Linked DNA regions of Mus musculus: region 1 is linked to region 2. The links are chromatin contacts, called in public promoter capture Hi-C maps. All regions are on one chromosome and are shown on one strand. The core of a region is the stretch at or near the end of the contact, and the rest is flanking DNA. Distances in the headings are between cores, read along the strand shown. Region 1 holds the start of Wif1 (Wnt inhibitory factor 1). Region 2 holds the start of Tbc1d30 (TBC1 domain family, member 30).

Evidence for each region. Capture Hi-C pulls out chosen DNA fragments and counts their contacts.
Region 1: a promoter capture Hi-C map of liver shows a contact between it and region 2. The contact joins the promoter of Wif1 here to the promoter of Tbc1d30 in region 2. A contact is called at or near these places in 3 of 39 promoter capture datasets (cranial neural crest, maxillary cranial neural crest and stem cell-derived epiblast-like cells), 1 of 484 Hi-C or Micro-C datasets (myeloid progenitors), 2 of 115 datasets of contacts at active chromatin or transcription factors (embryonic stem cells and pancreatic cancer cells) and 2 of 9 other capture datasets (embryonic stem cells and liver).

Annotation. Positions count from the first base shown.
Region 1 is chr10:121,031,645-121,038,863 of GRCm38.p6, reverse strand. Wif1 (Wnt inhibitory factor 1) reads right to left here and starts at 4,860. Exons shown (of 10, transcript NM_011915.2): 1 at 4,374-4,860; 2 at 3,759-3,898. The coding sequence starts at 4,521.
Region 2 is chr10:121,346,278-121,353,234 of GRCm38.p6, reverse strand. Tbc1d30 (TBC1 domain family, member 30) reads left to right here and starts at 1,591. Exons shown (of 13, transcript NM_001361015.1): 1 at 1,591-2,218; 2 at 5,966-6,130. The coding sequence starts at 1,858.

The sequences.
Region 1 (7,219 bases), core at 3,611-6,110, 320 kb after region 2:
TGCATGTAATAGGCTATGTTATCATTAGAGGATCAGGTCTGTATCAGCCTTATATATAAAGATCACATCTGTACTCATAGGAATTACATCCATAAAACATTTTGGCCTTACGCCAAATTTGTTCATGTGGAACTCAGCACCAATGTCCTAAAGTTAGAGTTCAGATTTGTCTAACGAAACTTCCCATTAAATTTTTTACTTGAAAGCCTTGGGGTTTAGGAAGTGTTATTTTCCAAATAAAATGTTTAATTAGCGCCTAATTTAGAAAGCCAAAATGGTTGTTTATGGCCTCTGCCTGCCTCAAATTTAGAGACTACGAACGAGGCACGGACTCATTGAAAAATAACAACTGTTAGACAGTTGTCCCCAGCAGGGAAGGGTCTTTCCCCTTCGTGACTACAAAGCCTTTTTCAATGGAAACTCTTCCCAGCTAAAATACATTAGAAAAAGACAAGCCACAAAATGAGGGTTTTATATGGAAGAGAAAATGGGGGCAAACGTTCCCACCTACTTGCCAAACCAAAAAAGAAAAAAGAATAAGAAAGAAAAGAAATTCAGGTAGAACAATTTCAGATGCGAAGACTTCTAAAACATGTTTTTTGAGAACCTCAAAAACTAGTAAGACCACAGAAACATTAGTGAGATACCTGCTCTCCATAGATGACTGCCTGTGAAAACCACCTTTTCTGCCATTTTCTTGAGTGATAGGTAGTGTAGAAATGATATAGAATAATAGGTATTGATGATGTGTAGTATAGAGATGATACGGGATACTGATGAAGAATTTATACAACATAGAACATCGTACAATTTAATAGTCATCCAACATAAACTCATCCATTCATACGCGTCTAATCTGAGATTAGTTTTTAGATGACAGATCAACACGTGCCCACTGTGGGGAAACTGAAATGTCCCAGTCTCTCTATGACACACACTGCTTATGTTTTCAAAGATTGGAAGCTGACCAAATGGATTTTCCTGTGACAGCCAACCTATTTATAGTAGAATAAAAAAAAAAAAAGTGCTATATCACAGACTAATTTGTTAATAAGAAATGTCTCCATGGTGTCAAATGATGCCTAAAATATCCATTGCTTCATCACATGCTGCTGTGATCGCTGGACCTCTAAGTGACTTTTCTGCTAACTGTATGTTCATGTATTCAATTGTCTTAAGATTTGTTTCTGGAAATACACTGTCCCACTGAAAGGTTGCCTTTGAGCCTTTCCTTGCCTAAGTCAGTCTGTCTGGCTTGGTAACCCATGCGCTCATCTGACATGAGAGTCTGCACAATTCCCCACATACCAGAACACCTGCATAACATCTGATCAGTTCCCTATGGGAAAATGAAGCCCGTTGTAGTGGCTCCGTTGTAGTTCTCTGAGGTTGGTAGTGGGCTTTAAATGGCTCTCAACACTCTTGGTGACTGCGCTCAAAACTTCCTAGAAATACATGATTCCTTATTGCTTTTACTAGGTCTTGTATCTTCTTAAAAAAAAAAAAAAAAAAACCCTTTGTCCACATGTTGCTAAAAGAGCCACAGCTTAAAATTTAATTAATCAGATATGTTTCGTTTCTGCAGTGTTGAAATGCCTAAGTGTTTGATATCATTTGGATTAAATAACTAGATAATGGGATGAACTTTTCATTTTTCATGTTGCGATGTGGTTTGGCATAAGCTATGGATGCCTTTCAAAATACTTAATTGATATTGAAGTCATCATTTTTCCCCGTCTTCGAATTCCCCTGGCATGTCAAAATGTGTGCTGCCGGAGTCACATTATTTTAGGGAGCAAAATTAGTTATATTTAAATAAGATTTAAAACACACCTCTTTCAGCTTTGGGAAGTTCTATCCATGCTACACGCGGATTCCGAGTAATGGCCTGGAGTTACCTCTCCATAGAGAACAAAGTCACTTACTGAAGGGGTAACATTGTTATCTCTCCCTGGTGAACAAAGTCACTTGCTGGAGCGCTAACTGTTGTTCTGCCCAAAGAGATGAGCCATATATTTAATCAACACAACCTCAAGCAGGAAGGAACAAAATACTAGAGGTCCTTAGATGGCTCTAGCTTTCCCCAACCCCTCCAAAACACAGCCCTAAGACTGCTCACTATGCCAATCCCTTTTACAGATATGTGTGCTACAAGGCAATGCACAAGGTAGCATGGAATTGCAGCCTTTGCTTTTAATTCTTTGAAAGACTCTGTCTCTGTCTGTCTCTGTCTCTCTGTCTCTCTCTTTGTGTCTCTCTCTGTGTGTGTGTGTGTGTGTGTGTGTGTGTGTAAGGGAGCTTGGCATTTTCTACCATTCTTCAGTTACGAACCCCTTTCATCTGGCAGGGTAGGGGTTAAGCTACTTTCTAACATTATTATGAAAAAGCATCTTTAAAATATAGGCTGTTGAGCGCAATAACAAGTGGTCAACACCAGCAAACAGATTTGGGTGAAAGAAAAGGAAAACATGAAAGCCCAGTTACTCATTAGTGATTTCCCAATGTACCAAACAACACTGCACATCAAGTATCTACGAAGAGAGGATTGCAGGCAGGAACAAAAACAACAGAGGCTTCAATCAACTTCTCTGTGCAAACGGGACCATCAAATGTCTGACCTGGATCTACCAAACATCATTTAACAAAACAACAACAACAAACAAACAAAAAACAAAAAAACCACGGAGCAGAAGGAACACAGACAGTCTGGATGAGATCTATTTTTAAAAGATTCTTTTAAAAATAGAACAAACTTGAGGATAAAAAGACAGCTGAAGTGGTCATGACTGCAGTGTAATAGGCAGTTGCAGGGCACCAATGTGGTTTCCTGATTTAGCATGGTTGCTTTTTATAAAGTGTTTTCTTGATTGCATCCTTCTTGAAAATGGCTATTTAAGTAATTTTAGAATTAAAAAAAAAAACCTGAAAATGTGCAGTTAATTATAGTTACAATAGTTTTCATAGCAGACACATTTTTACCAACTAATGAGCAGAATTTATCCTGTGCACTTGTCCTCTAGACAATTTTAAAGTCACACAAACATCCTACCCTTCCCAAATCAGAGGACATTAATACAGTCCTGCAGATCTATAAAAGGTAACTTAGAAGGCCTTGCATGCTAAGTACTGAGAGGAACGCTTTGGTGACATAGACTTTTTTCTCTTTTATTTCCATAGGGAAGCATTTTGAGTGGTCGCTTCAGAAAATCAGTAGTCTTTATTTTTCATAATTTTATATTACTTTTTTTGAGTCTCTGAACTTCTACAAGAAATGTGTGGTATCTGCAGCACTCAGCATATCAGCCTTCTAAAATTCATGTCAAGAATACCTACGAACTTATTTTGTTGTGAAGTATGAATCCCATCACAAATGATTATCAGTTAGTATTGAAAGTCTTCTAAATACTTTGTTAATGTTTTAATATCAGTGATTACAGAAACACCATGATATGGATATTTGGGGTCTTTATACTCAAAACCTCAGGATACCAAATCTTATTAAAGTAATGATCGTGAGTACATTGACCCTTAGAGTTCTCCATTTACTTGGCAACTTTAAATACATTGGAACTGATCCCTTGTGTGCTCTGGCAACCAGGCAAGAACTTGTATGGAATTTTAAATGGTATACATCACACCACTATTATTACTACGGGCCACCGGAGCTACATCACACACCATTATTATTACTATGGGCCACGGGAGAATTGAAATACAAAAGAGTGCCTTTTCTCTACCGCTCTGTTATCAGAACTTACCTGCCCCGCAGCTTGCCAGGTAAAATTCATGGAGTGGATATTGACAGGAATGGCTGGCATTCTTTGTTGGGCTTTCCTGAAATCATGTGTAAAGGGGGCCATTTTCCCCTCCGAGACAATCAGAATGTCTTCTTCAAATCCTGTTGTGTAAATAATAAACAAACCTATCAAACTAGTTGCGTTTCTAAGAAACAGACGTTTCATGTAGAAAGCAAAACCCCTGGGAACCAGTGCAGGTCACTGCTTTTCATAAAGCACCTGCCTTTGATACCAACAACAGTACCAGAGTTATTTTTCCTCTCTCTGTGGTAAAAAAAAAAAAAAAAAAAAAAAAAAAAAAAAAAAAAAAAAGTGCTTACAGTGAAGTAAGCGGGTGCCACCGCTGGATTCCTGTTACAAATCTGCAGTCAGGACTAGCAACAGCAGGGCTGGGATGTTGGGTCGGCTTTGCTTTTTTGAGAAAAAAATCTCATAAGCCTCTAAATAGAGAATCCTGATTTTTAAAAAGAGGGGGCAGTCACCCTTGAAGTTGTTTTAAAACACACTCGGTGCACGTGTCTCCGCTCTAATGGAAAAACTGAGGACCACTGGGAAGGTGCAGATGCCGGACCTTACCTATGAGCACTCTAGCCTGATGGGCGTCGATCCACAGGTACAAGCTCTCCTCAGGTGGCTGCCCTGCATCCGCTCGCAGCAGGAGCAGGCAAGGTAGGATGCTCCAGAGCCGGAGCGCGAAAGCAGGGAAGGCTCTTCTCCGAGCCATGGTGCTCAGGACCTTCTCGCTGGTGGTGCAACTCCTGCCGCAGCGACCCAACCTGTGCTGCTTGTGAAGTTCTCGCCTTGGCTGCAGCTGGCGGGGCTGGAGCTGTTCCTACTTAAACGACTGGGCGTGCAAGTCTCCAGTCTCCGTTGCGAGTGAGCCTGGGAGTGCTGGAGAGGAGGGAGCAAGGAGGGAGTGGATGCGCGGCCGCGTAGAAAGAGGTGGGGGCTGGAGGGAGAGGGGGACGCAGAGACACGATGCTGGCAAAGCTGGCAATGCCAGCACGTCCCACAGCGCCAGCAGCTAGAGGAGCACACTCGAGAGGGAGGAACCGCGGGAACTGCTGGCAAAAGGCGAGCACTGAGAGCGGCCGGTGGTGTGCAGGCGGTCGCCACTAGGGAGCGCTGCGGAGCCGCGGGGGCGGGGCCGCGGTACCCGGTAGACCCCGCTCGCCTGCGCCAGGTGAATGAAAACGGGGACACAACCAAGAAACACACCCAAAGGGACTTCTGGGTCATCACTCAGGCCTCCTGCCGCCCGAAGAGACACGTGTGGATGGCCGGGGTGCTATAAACAAACAAACAAAAAAATCTGGGCTCGATTCGTGGTCAAAGATAAATTCCGTTTAACAGTGGAGCTAACGGAAAGCACATAGCCAGCCCACCCTTTCTCTTCGAACTACATTTCAGACTGCATCTCTGTGTGCCTGTCTGCAAACTCTGACTTCTCTAGCTGACAGTTTGCGCTCTCGCTCTCTCTCTCCTAGGAAGTTAAATACTGAGACTCCACAGGCTAGTCGGGCTACTGCAGGCGCTGGTCCTCGCAGGACGTTCATTTATTTCTGCACTGGACAGACACCCGACAGGTGGCGTGGTTTGTCTTCTTGATAACCCAGTTGCACCCGGAATAGTTCCCTAGGACCTCGATGATAGCTGTAATCCCTTTCCCCCCATCCCTGCTCTACGACGGTAGGACTCCCCTTAAAATTGGATTTGGGGGAAAACATTAGGAGGCTCACGCCCAGTCTCTGAAATCTTAGGCGCTTGAGGGTAAGACTGAGGGTCTGGTGGGAGAGCACTTAGCTAGCGGCGGCTTGCAGCATTACCTCTGCACGGAAGGCTTTTTTGCCTGCCTCCTTGAACGTACAGAGAAAGCAGAAACAAATGGTTTTTCAAAAACACAGAAAGTTTTCAGACCCCGGAAAAGCTTTGTTTACTTTTTTTTTTTTTTTTTTTTTTGCACCCAGTGGCTTTCTAGCAAATGCCCCCCAAGGATCTAGACTCTGGCGCTGGGCTGTGTTCCCTTCTGTCCTTTGTAGAGCGGTGGGTCTCTCAGCAGGGGATGGCAAAAACAGAAACTACAGAATAGAAGCCGGACTTGGACGCGTACATGTTCAACAAATGTTAGGTCACAAGCATATTTTTTTAAAAGAAGGAGGAATGGGAAGGGAGGAGGAGGAGGAGAGAAGGAGGAGGAGGAGGAGGAGGAGGAGGAGGAGGAGGAGGAAGAGGAGAAGAAGAGGAAGAAGAAGAAGAAGAAGAAGAAGAAGAAGAAGAAGAAGAAGAAGAAGAAGAAGAAGAAGAAGAAGAAACATGTGTTAAAACTGTGAAATCTGTGTAGGTATCTAACAGATTGGTAGGAAGGTATTGTGTTTGGGAGTTAGACACGAAGACTGTCCATTGTGACTGTGAACTCCATGAAGCTTCATTTTAAAAATTCTTCTCAGGCAGCTACTGTTACTACTCTCATTTTACTGATGGGGAACCAAAGCTTTAAAAGTCTAGTAAATTGACCGCAGATATTCAGCTGGTGAGTGACAAGAGTAGGAATTCAAATCACGATCGCTCTAACTTCAAAGCCCCTTCTTGCAAATCACAATTAAGACGGTTTGCCTCAAAAAAGCTTAACATCTACTCTTTCTTTAAAACAAAACATTTAAACTGGTTGTGGTAGCACAGGCTGTAATCTGGGGGCTAAAGAAGTAGAGGCAGAGGCATCAGGAGCTCATTGTTAATACTAATCGACATATGGAGTTTGAAGCCAGCCTGGGCTACCTGGGACTCTGTCTCAAAAAAACAAAAACAAAAACAACAAAAAACAAACAAAAAAGGATCTTTTCCCAACATTCTATTTTATTAATTAATTGTTGCAGTGAATATTAATTTATATAATGTTTTACTATATTAGGCAAACTTATAACCCTTTAATATTGTAAAAACAGTGTCATTCAGTTACAGGTAATAATTTCGCAACACAATAGACTCTTTTTGACTTGGAATGTGGTTTTCGTTGAAGGTTTTTCTTCCGTAGTATTGCTCAGACCTCCATGGCTCTTGGTGTAAGGACGCCCTCTACAGGTTGTTCTTGTCAAACGCCAGCTGAGAACTGAAAGGGGAACAAATTCTATCATAATACAGCTTCCTCCAAGTGAGGATTTTCCGTAGCAGTCGTCTTTGATGTTGAGACAGCAATTTATCCTGCTATCAAGAAATTTCCCCAATTCTGGACAATTGTTTTGTTAGGTGTGGTGGCAAATGCCTGTTATCCCCGCACTCAGAGGCTAAGGCAGGAGGGTTTCAGTGAAAATGAGGCCAGCCGAGGCTACTAGTGAATTCAAGTCCAGCTTAGACTACAGAGAAAGTAGCCTGTGTTATATCATCATTATCATCACCATCATCAGTGGCCACAGCAACAGCACCAC
Region 2 (6,957 bases), core at 342-2,841:
CGGGTCCCTAGTGGAGGCAAATGGAGAGAAACCAGGGAATATCTACTGAGAAAAGAGAAACAGTTGCCGTATTTGCTCCCTGGGGAAGTCTGGTGTGCTGCAAAGATCCTTCTCTGATGAAGGGCCCATGGATTCCTTCACTCATGCCACAGGCAACAGGGAGAAAAATCTCTTTAAAAGAATCGGTGTGGTAGCAGTTTATTCATCTTTTTCTTGTAATCCATGAACAGGTTGACATTTCTTTATTCTTATTTATTTATTTTATGTAAGTACACTGTAGCTGTCTTCAGACACGCCAGAAGAGGGCGTCAGAGCTCATTTTTGGATGGTTGTGAGCCACCATGTGGTGCTGGAATTTGAACTCAGGACCTTCTGGAGAGCAGTCAGTGCTGTTAACCGCTGAGCCATCTCTTCAGCCCACCATTTCTTTATTCTTGTGCGTGTGTCTTATGGTATGCATATGGAGGTCAGAGGGCAACTTTTTACAAGGGGGATCTTTGCTTCTACTTTGTGGGTACCAGGGATCAAGCACAGGTTGTTGATGGCAAATGTGCCTTTACTTGCTGATCCATCTTGCTATATATTAAATAATTTAATATTTAAAAAAATTTAAAAGCTGGTACTTTTAACTGCTGAGCCATCTCTCGGCCCCTCCAGTATATGTTCAAATTCTGTATGCTTAGGGCATACATACAACGTCATAAAACTGGTGCTTTTATAACTCACAGTAGCTCAAATTTCAAAGTATTTTGTTGGTAGTGGTTAAGGACATCAGGCTGTGCCCCACCACGTAAGAAGTGTAAATAAACAGGAAGCCTGCCACTGTTCTTTGGTTTTTGGAGACAGGATTTCTCTTTATAGCCCTGGCTGTCCTGGAACTCACTTTGTAGACCAGGCTGGCCTCGAACTCAGAAATCCGCCTGCCTCTGCCTCCCGAGTGCTGGGATCAAAGGCATGCGCCACCATGCCCGGCTGCCACTCTCCTTTAGAAGCCCTAGATGTACAGACAATTAACAGCTTCAGGCTGAGGAGTATTTCTGTCTAATGAGAGGCAGACACTAAGAAAAGTTCAAGCTTCCTTCCTGGCAAGTCATTGAACCTCTTGGCTGCAAGGCTCTCACCGAAAAGCGAGGACACCACAGGGTTAAACTGATGATCAATGTGACTAAGTTCACAAAGTTATCCAAGGGGAAGGTAATCAAAAATTCTTCCGAAGTCTAGTGTAAAGACAGATCTCTCCGAGGAGCTAGAGAGAGGGCTCGCCAGGCAGAAGTACTTGTCTAACAAGCTTGCCAACCCGAGTTTGACCCCCTGAACCCATTTAAAGCCGGGAGTTTGATTCCCAGAACCCAGTTAAAAGTTGGAAGGAGAAAAACCGGCTGCACAGTGTTGCCTGACCGCTGGTCTCCACAGGCACATCCTGGGATGAGTGCGCAGCAATAATACACATTTTTTCTTTTTCTTTTTTAAAGGAAAAAGATAAAACTCCCATAAACTCGAATTCACCATCAAAACCAGCTCTGGCGACTTTTGTTAGCTCGGCCAACTCAGGAAGGTCTATTAAACCCACAATCAAGTGTCACGGAATTTAGTTGTTCTGAATCCAGGTCTTTTATTGGAGGAAAAAAGTTCACAACGTCACTCAAATCCCAGGACTTGCCAGATAGTCAGGTTTTTGTGGAGTCTCCTGGACGCTCCGGGTCAGGTGGGAAGGATTCGGGCGCGGCGCCCGCGGACGTGAAGCCGGAACTCCGGTCCTCCGCCCATTGGTTGGCATTTCGACCCCTGCTGGGGACTCTTTGCTGCCCGCGTGGCCGCGCCCTCCCGGAACTGGCGGGCGCCGCGGCGGTTCGAGCCATGGAGGTCCTTCCAGCGGGCAGGACGTGGGACCCGCAGCAATCCGAGGAGGCGGCGGGGCACCCGGCGGACGAGGGCGACTTGGAGCCGCAGCCCGACGGCCGCACGAGCCGCACGGCGTCCCTAGTGAGCGGGTTGCTCACCGAGCTCTACAGCTGCACCGAGGAGGAGGAGGTGGCAGCCGGCGGGGACCGTGCGTCCCAGGGCCGCCCCCTGCGAAGGGACAGCCTGGACAGCTCCACCGAGACCTCGGGTTCCGACGCATTCCTGGGCGGCCGCGGCGCTGGCGACTCCCGAGTGCTGCAGGAGCTGCGGGAGCGCCCGAGCCTGCGGCTCCAGATGCAGTACCTGCAGCGGAAAGGTGAGCGAGGGCGCGGGGACTCCTGCCTATCTGTGCCACCTGCCCCACTGCGCCATTTGCATTATCTGCTCCAGTTGCCCACCTGCGCCACCTGGCCCGCTTGACCACCTGTGCTAGTTGCCCACCTGCGCCACCTGTGCGCTGCCGCTCTGCCCGCACACCCGGAGAGTGTGGAGTCTCCTTTCATCTGACTCGGGACTCTTCTGTCACTCTTTCCCTAGACATTTCCTAATGCCCAGCCCCTCCCCCTCTGCTAGGGTGGCTCGGAGCGTGGTCGAGTCTTTCCACCTCCCCCACGCCTCTCAGAAGTCCGAAGCTAGGGGCAGTGTAGACTCTTAACTTTACCTGAACAGCTGTTAGGACTAGTTTGGCGTTTCTTCCGTGCTTACTAGAAATTTCCTAGAGGACCCTGGGAGAAGAGAGCCGACTTCTAGGGCTTCCCACCCCACCCCCTTCCCTAGCCACGCCGCTTGGACAGGGATTTTTAACTAGTGAGGCAGAATAATTCGATAATGCAGTTCGCAGCAGAGCGCGTGAATTCCGTGCCTGTCAGAGTGTGAGTCCCCAGCAGCTCTGCTTTAATCTGGGTCTCAGGACTGAGTGAAGTCTGAGCGCTTGGCCTTCACGGTGCATTTAACAACTGCTACCGTTCACCTGCCCAGAGAGTGCAGCTGAGAAATGGCCTGGTTTCCTCGGATCATAGGCTGATTTGATGTTTCTTCCGTTATCAAATTCTGAGACTCAAATTCTGGTCGAAAAAAAAATTTTTTTTTTCTCAATAATGATAGCTTATATTTCAGGCATCGGGACTAGTGTAGTTGTCTTTTTGCATAGATCTGGGAAAACCTCAATTTACAAAATGTACTAAAGTGTGGGGAACAGAAGGCCAGCCACTATCACATTTCTTGCAATATTGTCCTTGTGCTAAATGACCATGGGGGTGGGGAATAGAGAGAATTATACAGTCTTCTTGTACTTGCTGTATCCAGTCTAGCTGGTTCCAGGAAAAAAAAAAAAACAGAAAAAGAAAAAATCTGTCTGTTTGCTCCTACCTGTGTAAACAATTCTCAGCTTCCAAGTGACCCCCCCCCCACGTTCCCCAACACCTTTGGCTGCAGACATTTTATTTTATGTAATTACCTGGCTGTGCTAAGAATGTCTGCTTATTGCCCAAACTCTTGCAGTAGGTCAGATTCCAAGAGAATCAGTTTTGAAAATTATGACCAGATTTCCGCATGTTAGAAGGCTATTCACTTTACCAGGAAACTTCGAGAAACTGATAATTTCCCTTTAGAAGAGGAAAGCTGGCAAGCCAAAGTTTATAGAGGTCGGCAGCCTGCAAGTGGGTGTCACGTTCACATGCGTGGCCACTCTACTGATCACTCACAGATCCTGCCAGAGTCCATTTCTTCCCAGTTTTCATCTCTATTGCTGACCCGTTGCCTGTGAACCCTTTCTTTCCACAGTTGACTTGTGTTGGGTGAGCAAGATGTTGTATATTGACACACTGTCTCTGTGGACAGACATCTTTACAACACTGTGATTAGACCATCGGGTCACGGATGCAGCTGTTTGCAGAAATCATGCTCACTGGGTTGTTAGCTGTTCCAACCTAAGGGTTGTGTCCACTTAGAGGGACAATGCAGATAACCTGCCTGCTGGTTTTCTTCTCTCACAGTTTAGCGTTTGTTTCAATGTTGTATCCAGACGGTGCTGGGTGTGGGTCTGAGGTCTAGGGGCAGCAACAAAGTAGTTTGTACTGGAAAGTGGATTGTCTGTGGTGGAGGGGATTAACTTGGAGTCAGATTCCTCAGTTATCACCCTGTTACTATTTCTATTTAGCTGTGCTGCCTCGGGCAGGCTATTTACCTAAGCTAATGTGTGTTAGGTACTCTGTGAGTATTAGAGAACACTTTCAGTATTGCAAGCCCATGTATCATAGAGGGATAAAATTCCTTTGAGAGGAAATTAGTCAGGTTTCCAGCTGACTGTTTCCTCTGTTACCTAGTGAGAAGCAGGGGTTATGGTCTACACAGAGACGGGTTTTTGTGTAGGATGTTTATTTGCCTGTGCTATTACTGTGGAAGACATTTCTACATGAGAATCAGAATATGTCCCCATACGAAGTATATAATGTAGAGAAATACAGAGTTGTAGGTACTTTAAGAAACAGCAAAACTAAGTTAGAGTTTTCACACACTTCCTACTGTTGCCAGTATTAGTTTTAAGAATGTAAACTTCATTATTTTTATTATTAAGGTTTTTAGTTCTTTTAAGTTTAAAAAAATTATTTTATGTGTTTGGGAGTTTTTAACCTACATGTCTGTATGCCATATGTGTTCAGTGCCTCCGAAGGTCAGAAGACAGGTCCATTCCCTTGGAACTTGGAATTTCAGAAAACTGTTAGCCATTATGTGTGCTAGACTTGAACCCAGTCCTTTGGAAGAGCCAGTCAAGACTCTTAAACCTCTGACTCATCTCTCCAGCCCAAGGATGTTGAATCATTTGACCCCTTTAGAGGAAATACATTTTCTGCCGTGTATGAAAATTATTGAGGTCCTAAATTAAATGTACTACCCAGGCTATTTGAAGGCCACACATTTAAAACAAAATCAGCATAGCTACATTCATCTTTGTTATGAAATGTGCTGGTGTTATTTACAACTGACAAGGTTGTTTGAACTGTTTCTTATTTTTGAGGTCTTAGGGTTTGAACAACCAGGACATGTTAGGCAATGCCTCTACCATTGAGACCTCACTTACTTTTTATTTATTTATTTGTGTGTGTATATGTGTGTATGTGTGTTCATGTGTGCCTGCCTGTAAAGGCTAGAGGCCAGTGTGCCACCATGATGACATTTTCTATGTGATGCTGGTGTTAGTAAACTTGCATGGTAAGTACTTTACTGTCTCCACAGCACTTAAGGTCTTAAGACATTATTTTAGTTGTATCATCTGGCTTTGAACTTGTGATCCCTCTGCCATAGCATCTTGAGTAGGTGGCATTGTAGGCCTGTCTCACCAGGCTCAATAGCTGGTACTTTTAAAGCATTGAAAGATAAATACAGGCTGGAGAGATGGCTCAGTGGTTAAGAGCACTGACGGATCTTCCAGAGGTCCTGAGTTCAATTCCCAGCAACCACATGGTGGCTCGCAACCATCTGTAATGGCATCTGATGCCCTCTTCTGATGTGTCTGAAGACCATGTACTCACATACATAAAATAAATCTTTTTTAAAAAGTCCTGGCTGGGCGTGGTGGCTCACGCCTTTAATCCCAGCACTCGGGAGGCAGAGGCAGGTGGATTTCCGAGTTCGAGGCCAGCCTGGTCTACAAAGTGAGTTCCAGGACAGCCAGGGCTATACAGAGAAACCCTGTCTAAAATAAAAAGTCCTACATTTAAGGAAAGAAAGAGAGAAGGAAAGGAAGGAAGGAAGGATGAGAGAGAGAGAGAGAGAGGAAGAGAGAAATGTATCCGAGGAGCTGGTAACAGTGAAAGTCTTTGCTTACTTGTTATATTGTAGCATCCAGGATAACATTTATCTTATAGAATTCCTTTTATGAGCAAAGCCAGAGATGAATGGGTGGTTGATTAGACTGGAACGGCTTAGCTGAATCGCGTTCATGCTACCTGGGATGAAAAGCTAGACTGAGTGGATTTAAATTCATTTTCTAGCCCTACACCTTTTGACTAGCAGCACACTCGGGATTTATATCCCTCTCAAGGGATTTCTTCTTTCCTGATAGACTCCAGTGAGCTGAAGACCGTTCTTCGAGAGCTGAAGTACAGGATTGGCATCCAGTCCGCAAAGTTACTCCGGCAGCTGAAGCAGAAAGACAGGCTTCTGCATAAAGTTCAGAAGAACTGTGACATTGTGACAGCGTGCCTGCAGGCTGTGTCACAGAAGAGAAGTAAGTCTAGGGGTTGGGAGCAGGTGTGTGTGTGTTTGTCATCCCTTGCCACTGGCTGGCAGTGAACCTGCAGCAGGTACTGCTTTGCACTGTTTTGAAAAGTCCAGGAACCAACCAGCCAGCATGGCTTTTAAATTTAAAATGAATGCCTGATGTCTAAGGGTAAGCCCTGACTTTATTACTCATGAGTTGAGGTCATGTTTCACTCTGACAATGGTTATTTTTTTGTGTGTGATACTCAATGGCTTTTAAACAGGCATCAAATGGATGTAACTTAAAAGTAGTGTCCTTGTTCCTTTGATCTCTGTGCTCCAATGATTAAACAGTTGGCCTAACCAACGAGAACGAGAGCCGCTTACAGCCTGCTCTGAAACCCAAGAAGGGCAAAGTGTCTGAACAAGTGAAATCCTTGTCTTGCGTTCCTCACTTTTAGTTAGAGCTGCTTAGCTTGGTTAATTGAATTAAAAAAAAAAATTGTTCAGTTACCAGTCCATCTTAATTGTCAGAGACTGAATCTTGTGAATGAATTTTGTAATTTTCCATACGGTTGCATTATGTCTTATTCTGCTAACATGTCCCTGTTTTTGTTTTGCATCCTTTTTGTTAACACGCAGCGTGGCAAAGTGGGGTTCAGGTATGGCAAACACAGTGTGAGTGTCCTTCTGAAAAAATGCCTGGGGCAGCGTCTTGGGTGCATGTCAGGAGCTGCTTTTTCTTATTACTTTCCTCTGTCACATTTTATATGTAAAGTAACAGATCAACGTTTGGTTTTTTAATTCCCAAATTAAGATGTGTTGTTTTCATGAAACACATGAAAACTAGTTTAA